2 separate regions of the Rattus norvegicus genome follow, and region 1 is linked to region 2. A link is a contact called in public Hi-C data. All regions are on one chromosome and are shown on one strand. Each heading gives the region's core, a stretch centred on a gene start, on an enhancer-like site or on the middle of the called end of the contact. The rest is flanking DNA. Distances are from core to core; before and after follow the strand shown. Region 1 holds the start of Col5a2 (collagen type V alpha 2 chain). Region 2 overlaps Col3a1 (collagen type III alpha 1 chain).

The links. A called contact is a pair of places that touch in the nucleus more often than the background predicts.
Region 1: a Hi-C map of the Rat2 cell line shows a contact between it and region 2, with 2.9 times the contacts expected there. The contact joins the promoter of Col5a2 here to the enhancer-like site in region 2. A contact is called at or near these places in 2 of 12 Hi-C or Micro-C datasets (the Rat2 cell line and Schwann cells).

The regions. Positions count from the first base shown.
Region 1 is chr9:55,087,725-55,091,612 of GRCr8, forward strand. It overlaps Col5a2 (collagen type V alpha 2 chain), which reads right to left and starts at 2,427. Exons shown (of 54, transcript NM_001399195.1): 1 at 2,183-2,427. The coding sequence starts at 2,276.
Region 2 is chr9:54,868,982-54,872,703 of GRCr8, forward strand. All of the region lies in intron 1 of Col3a1 (collagen type III alpha 1 chain), which reads left to right. Among named protein-coding and RNA genes, the nearest start is that of Col3a1, 4.2 kb to the left of the region's middle. Within about 2 kb of position 2,335, at least 8 of the 93 cell types and tissues checked have an H3K27ac peak or open chromatin away from gene starts, as enhancers often do. A contact at or near this core is called in Schwann cells, where this site is marked.

The DNA.
Region 1 (3,888 bases), core at 1,177-3,676, 220 kb after region 2:
GGCTCTAACAGGGTAAATGACGTATAAGAAGTGTCCACACGGTATCAGGGCACACCCAGGCATGCAAGGGAAGTATAAGTTAAGGAGTTCTGAATACACCAGATTACTGAGTCATCAATATTTTCCTTACTCGGACATACATGTTTCTGCTATTAATTTTCATTACAACTATCTGAATTACTATTTGGACTGTCTGAGATAATTCACTTTCTTGGTAAAAACCTTTAGTTTGGGGTTGGAGTTTGTCTGCTATTTAATGACACCAAGGAAAAAGGATTTGGCCCAAAGGCAGGACTTTCTGAACTATACCTCCTATTCTTAATGTATGTAAATTAATATTAGAGAACAGTAAACCCCTCATTTTTAAGTAAGACCTAGAGAATAAATTCAATGACCTAGATGAGAGTTTTAGCACAAGACCTATTCTCAAAAGCTTTTGAGCATCCTATATTTTCATTTACATACATATTTGATTACTTTTGTACTTTACAAAAGTTAAGTGCATCGTTTTAATATAAATTGAGAATAAAGTCTCTATAGATATTTTAGAGTAGGTTTTCTGGTAGGGGAGGGGAGTGAGCAGATTCACTGATACTCAGACATTTTCCTTCTATCCTAATGTTGCAGTCTGCTTTCCTCTTTTCTGACTTCTTTGTTCTCCAGTTTGAAAACAACACAGACTTTTCATGGCATTATGAGGAAATTCGTTTCACCCTTCATAAATTCCCTCTCTTTTTGAAACATAGAAACTGATTTTAAAAGTTTCAAGATTTTAGAAAAGTGCACCCTCTATGGGACTATTGACAGACTTGAATTTTATCTCCAGAACGTTATAGGATTTCTAAAACTGCTAAATAGTTTCTAAATATCTTTAGAGAAAAATTCAGAAAGGCAGGAAAAAAAACATATACAGATAGATGGATATACACATGAGAAAGACAATAGTAGACATGGTTAACACATTACAAAGTTTTGAAAGCTTGAGTTTGATGCTAACAGTGACGAAGATCTATGCTGGCCTCTTACAGTGAGAATGTGTCTATTTCTGACACTTCGATCTTCAAAAGTTAAGGTTAATATCAATGACGCCCGTTTTATTTTATTTTTTTTAAAGTTTTGTCCTATAGTAGCCATGCCATTTTGCTTAACAATATGACTCACCACTAACATATGTAACCCACACAGGGGAAACAAACAAACAAACAAGAAAACAGTAACCAAGCAAGATATGCCTTAAAAGAAAGGAAAATAGAAGGAACAGGGGGAAGGGAAGGGAACCGGAAAGGAAGGAAGGAAGGAAGGAAGGAAGGAAGGAAGGAAGGAAGGAAGGAGGGAGGGAGGGAGGGAGGGAGGGAGGGAAGGAAGGAAGGAAGGAAGGAGAGAGAGAGGGAGGGAGGGAGGGAGGGATTTAAGGGAAAAGTCCTTCTCAATACTCTATTCCAAGTAAGTTATATATAAGGCGTGCTGATTGTCTGCCTTCAGCCATTCTCCCAGGAACTACACTATCCCAATAATCAAGTCAGTAGGGTGGGAAAGTACCGCAGTTTAAGAAATCTGGTTTCTATCAGCGTCTGTCATGAAGAAATAAACTTGACTCCCTCTCAGTAAGCAAACAAGATTTTAAGATCAGAGATGAAAACGTTAGGAGGGGAGGATAAAGCTTTGGAAAGAAAGGAATGAAGAGCAAAGACAAAGGAAACTCCGAACTATCAGGGTTGCTGCAGAGGTTTTTCTAAACAAAGACTGCTGCTGAAGTTCGAACAGGAAAGACTCCACCCTGCCCTGCTTCTGCAGCAGCAGCGGCGGCGGCGGCGGCGGCGGCGGCTTTCCCAGCTTGGAAAGCGCCAGCCCACACAACAGACCTCTAACTAAAAAGTGCCTCCGGTTAAGCACTCTTTTCTTTTAAACATCACACTCTTACGTTCGGGCAAAAGGACTGATCGGATCCTCGCTCTTAGAGGATGTCAGAAACTAACTTTTTGCCAGGGCACACACAGAAGCTCCGGATTTGCAGACGTGCCTAGTCTCCAGAGCCAAGCTGTTTCCCAGGTGCAAATCCTACAGCCCCCTTCTCAAACTTCAAACCAGAGTCTTCCCTTCACGCTCCTCCTGAAGCTTAACATTCCATCTAGTTCCCAAACCAAGCCATAAACACCATAAGCAAAGCAAAAGGCAAACTCACCATTCTCTTGTTCCTGGGCTTTTATTGAGACACAGTACCCTAATAAAACAAAAAGAATGAGGAGAGGTCTTGCTACCACCCAGTTTGCCATCATGCCTAAATATGAGACATGTGGGTCCTCCTGGGATCGAAGAGTAGATATGGAGGTCACTGTAGCACCATGAATTTGGCTGGGGTCTCTTTTTCAGCACCAGTCCCAGGGGCTGCCTCAGTCTGTTTCAGCACCAGCTCCAGCAGAGTCTGTGAAAACTTTTTTCAAGCGACGCAGCTTTAAATAGGAAGAATGCTGCCTCCACTTCTTTTCCTGCCCCTTTCAGCTTGTTCAGGCCCATAACCATCCAGTGTCTGCCAAGCAACCCTCTGATTGATGGTAAGCAACCAAATCAGAGCGCAGGACTCTGCGACTTGAGTTTTCAGTATTCCTTGTAGATTTTAAGCGCAGAGGCAGCTTCCCAACAGAGACGAACTTTTATTTCTTCTTCTGTTTGAGTGTGTATGCCTTTTCTTTTCTTCTCTTTTTTTAAAAGAAAGCCTATTAGAAGGAGTCTGCTCCTCCCTCCCTAACTCTTCCCCCAGACACACACCCACTGACTTTTTCCAGAGACACTAAAAAAGCTTTAGGGAGGATTACAGCCTTTTAGTGGATTTGTTTTTCTTTTGCATTTAGATAATTCAGACTTCTCTTCATCACTTAAGCCTTTAAAACGTCACTTTTTAACCTGTTCTTTTGACAGCAGAGGAATGATTCTTGTCCCGATTTTCACTGTGCTCCCTTTCTCATGCTGTGAGAGGATTCTGGAAGAGAGAAGAGGCAGAATACACCCGACTCAAAATGAACTTGAGGTCCTTTTCATTGAGTTGCTTCCATGTCGCTTAAGGAGACATAGCTATACATTCTCCTTGTCACAGAGCATTTTACTGTGTTTTTTTTTTTTTAAAAAAGTCCACCAAGCTTGTTGACTGAGGAAAACACACTGCTTTAGGTCTCAGAAAGGGTGGGTTCCCACATCAGATCTGCCACTCACCAATTTTGTGAATTTATACATAGTCTTTATCTGTCCAATTTTCTTGTTGGAAAGGGGGCTTTGGCCTGACGAGTGTGCAGGATCTGGTGATACTAAACTGAGTAATATGCTATTAACTAGATTCCAAATTGCAAAGAGCTACATAAAAGTGGATGGCGCTGTCATTAGCCCCCACACCAGCTTTCCAGGGAACATGGTAGTCCCAGCTGTATATGTCTCTTAAGAGCAAGTCATTAACTTTTTGCCCTACTCAAGCTTGACAAGATTTAAATGCCCTCAGTGTTTTTAAAAGTCTAATACATTTGATATTGTGAGTTCTCGAGGAACAGAATTAAGTCACACACAACACGTATGACTCAAGTCTTCGTAGTTTCTCAGCACTGAACAGGTACTCTGAGACACCCTGAATATTGGAGGGAATATGGCATACTGGAAACAAAGGCAGAATCTATCACCTTTAAAAAACGTATTATGTAAATGCTGAAAAAAATACATCTATATGAAACAAAAAATACAAACCAGATATACAGCTATTTGTGGAATGAATTAAACCCAAAATAAATACAAAAAAAGAATAGTCTAAAATTAGAATAGGTATATAAAACTTCATTTACTGTTTAATTTCCTTAATAAAAGAAAAAAATCCAAAAGAGGTAGAGCTAGGCTCTGGAGAAGTTCCCA
Region 2 (3,722 bases), core at 1,085-3,584:
CATGTCTCCACAAAGAATTCTGGTCTCTTTACAAATCTGTGCAAGTCTTACTTTATTCATGCATTTTATTTCAGCTATGGAAAAATGTTGTCTGTTTTATATTTCCTGTGGTTTTTAAGCATACTGTACTTTTAAGTGCTAAAACATGCCACCTAGTGGCGAAGGGTCAAATACACCATTTACATAACCAGTGACAAGATGACTGACACACCACAGGATCCTGTGTGTGTGTGTGTGTGTGTGTGTGTGTGTGTGTGTGTGTGTATGTGTGTGTGTGTCACACACACACACACAGAGAGAGAGAGAGAGAGAGAGAGAGAGAGAGAGAGAAAGTTTTTAAAAATTAAACATTTTTTTTATAAATAAAACAATTAGATGATGAAATGTTACCAGACACAAGAGTACACAAACTGGTACTCTATTGTAAGACTTTTTGAAAATTAATTTAAAAATTATAGACACTTTCCGGCCAGGAACAGTGACACAGACCTTCGTTCCCAGCTATTTGGGAGGCTGACATTAGGTGAATGCAAGTCCAAACTCTGCCTGAATTCAATGTGAGCCTCGGAATGGGAGTGAAACTCTTGTCTCAAAATGAAAAGTTTTCAGAAGTCTTGGGATGCAGGTCAGTGGTGGATACTTTGTCCAGAACATATGAGGCCTTAGTTTCAATTTCTGATACTGCCAAAGGAAAGGTATAGGCTTATTTAAATTCATTTTTTAAAAATATATTTTCCTACTCATTGGTTAATAGCATCCTCACTTAATATTTGCATTATGCTGACTATAGGGCCATATATGGATGTTAGTAATAATATTTCTTTCTTAGGACAGGGACCAAAAACTAAATGTCTTCTAAAGTTTAAGATTCCACATTTTGCTATGTTGATGGTTTCGCAAAAATTAACTGTGAACCATGAACTGATTTCTGATTTCAAAACTATAAATGGGCTGAGAGAATGAATTCTTGTTTCATACTTTTGAGTCTATTTCTCATCATGTTAAAAAAGAAAGTTATAGCTAAGATTAACATTTAAATTTTCTCTGGTTTGTGCTGTCGCAATCATTAGCTGCATGGAGCAGATGGAGTGGAATGTATCATAAAGCCACTGGAGTAACCTTACTTCTAACAGGAGAACATACACAATTGTGTACCTATCTCAGTATCCGTCATGTAACTTACAGTGTGCTTAGAAAGCTTAAAAACAGGAGAGGGCAAGCTTAACATTGAAACAAATTTCATGAACCGATATGTGATTTGAGAACAAAAGCATAAGCCTTGAACATCTGCACATTTTTACTTTTGTAAGTATTTGTAAATAAAGGATTCCGAATTCCATTCCATTCTAGAAAATGTAGTTATCAAGTTGGGTTTTTTTTAATGATGGTTCTTCTTTCTATTGAACATTCAACTTTTAACAGATTAATCTGGTTTATTAGGCAGAAGGCTCAGAAGCTAATGATTTAACCAGAAAGTATCCATCCTTTCTGTAAACATGCACATTGCAAGTAAATAAAGGGCTACCAATACATGGTTTTGTTGTTTCCATTTCTGATGCTTTGGATTTCCTCAGCACCTCAGACGTCCTCAGAAGGAGGGGTGAGGGGCCTGTCACTGACACTGCGTCACGTTCAGATCTAGGGTGGACCAGTTGCATTGTAGAAGAGAGCAAATCTTCTGAAACCATGATGGGAGGAAGTGGAGAGGAAAGGCCCAGTAATGAACGCACGCTCTTTGGTATCTTGCCTTTGGACTTCGTTTTAAAAAGGATTTCCCAGGACTGTAGCAGATGGTAAATGAGAGCAAGGTCTCTTTAAAAAGGCCTGCTTCATATCTACAGGCTCAGGCCAGGCCTGGAGTGGAAACTCAGAAAAGACTGCCACCCACTGAAGCCCTGCGGTGTCTGTTGAGGATGACTGTAACACAGGGTTCCTATGTATACTTTGAGACAGGCATTAACTGATAGCTCCACCTTGAAGCCATTAAAGTGGATTGCTTGTAAGTCAGAGCTGGGAAGATTAAAGATGAGCTTGCCTTTGTGGGACCTGGGAGACACTTAAACTTCAGGTCCACTCTGACTTTCTGGGAATGTGGGTGAGCGAATTCTCATAAAATGTTTCATTCTGTTTCTTAGGGCTAAAAGCTTAGTGTCGTTATTTTCCATGCTTAGAAAAAAAAAGTCACATTGATTTTTTTTTAAATCCAAAAGTTTTAAAAGAGGAACGTTTGCCTGTCACGAAAGCAGTGGAAACTCTGAGCTAGCTCTGCACAGCAGACATTTGTTAGCTGCACTTTGGAGAATTATATTAACCACTAGAAGTTCTGTCTGTGCCTAACAAAAACACAGCCCAAGTGGATTCCTTTCAGATTAACTAATCAAAGCCTTGCTTTTTCCATGGCTGAGGTCAAGCCCTACCATTTAAAATGCAATCTCAATGAACAAAATGGAAAGTTCAAATGGGAGAAAGACTAAAATTGCCCCAAAGAAGTAAAGTAAAAACACGACTAATCTAAAACTTATTCATAGTTAAATTCGCTTTGATAATTAGCATTGAAAGATGACTTTTTGAGTTAACATATTTGAGAGACATTTCTTCTTGTGTTTATTACTGTAGAGGCAGTACAGGAATGCTTTATCATGTTGCAAAGAGTTTATAATGCCCAAGTATCATTCAAAGGAGACGTTAACAAATGTGAATCATGGAGCACCTGCAGTTTCTGAAGAGTAGTGCCTTAGACATCTTAAATACATCTATGTATCTGATGCAGGAAGTTTGTTTGTGTCAGTCTCAGTGCCTGGCTTCCAAATCACATGCTCATCTTGCTGGTGGTCTGGATCCCATCAGGGTGGCCTTGGAAATACAAACCTTGTTCCTAAGGTCAAGAGAAATAAACAATAGGATTCAACTCCAGATGGTATCTTCCCGTTTTTAAGAATAGAGAAGAAAGACATTTTGCAGATCACTGTTATTCCTTTAAAAATCTGTACTCACGAGGGTACAGAGTTTACAAACCATATGGGACAGGGTAATGAGACTGGTTTCTTTCATCCTATATTATCCTGGAAGAAGAAAATATATATAATGAAGTTAGGAGTGTCAGATTTCAGAAGAGCATTCTAGATTCGAATCTGATTTCCTTTAAGTACTTTATCTGAATAATTACTTTGTTTGCCCCAAGTTCTTTGTGATCATTGAGGATTGTGACAGCATTCAGTTGTAAAGTCACACGCAGTAAGGAAATCATAAAAAATTGATTTAAAGCATCAGGCATACTGATACACTCCTGCATTCCCAGCATCTAATGCAGTGATCCACAACTGCGTTTGCAGCAGCTTGATTAGTGATGGATCCCTATATTCAGTGATGCCTACCTGCGCCTGCATTCCCAGTAATCTGAAAACTCAGAGCAAGGACTGTGGTTTCAACGCTAGTCTGGGTTTCAGGTGGCATCCATAACTTGAAAGAAAACAAAAAGATGTCAGCCAATCAAGAGTAGTTCCTAGAACATGGGCTTGGTCTAGCATTTGTTTGCCAAACACTGTCAAGTGCATGATGCTTTGAAAGAAATTAAAGTACTTAGCCATGTAGTGATAGGAAAGATTACTTGAAAACCTGCATTCTCAAAGCATAAAATTAAAGCTGCTATATAATATATTAAACATACTAAATATTTTCATAATTCCATAGATTATATTACAGATGCATTTTGATGGTTAAGC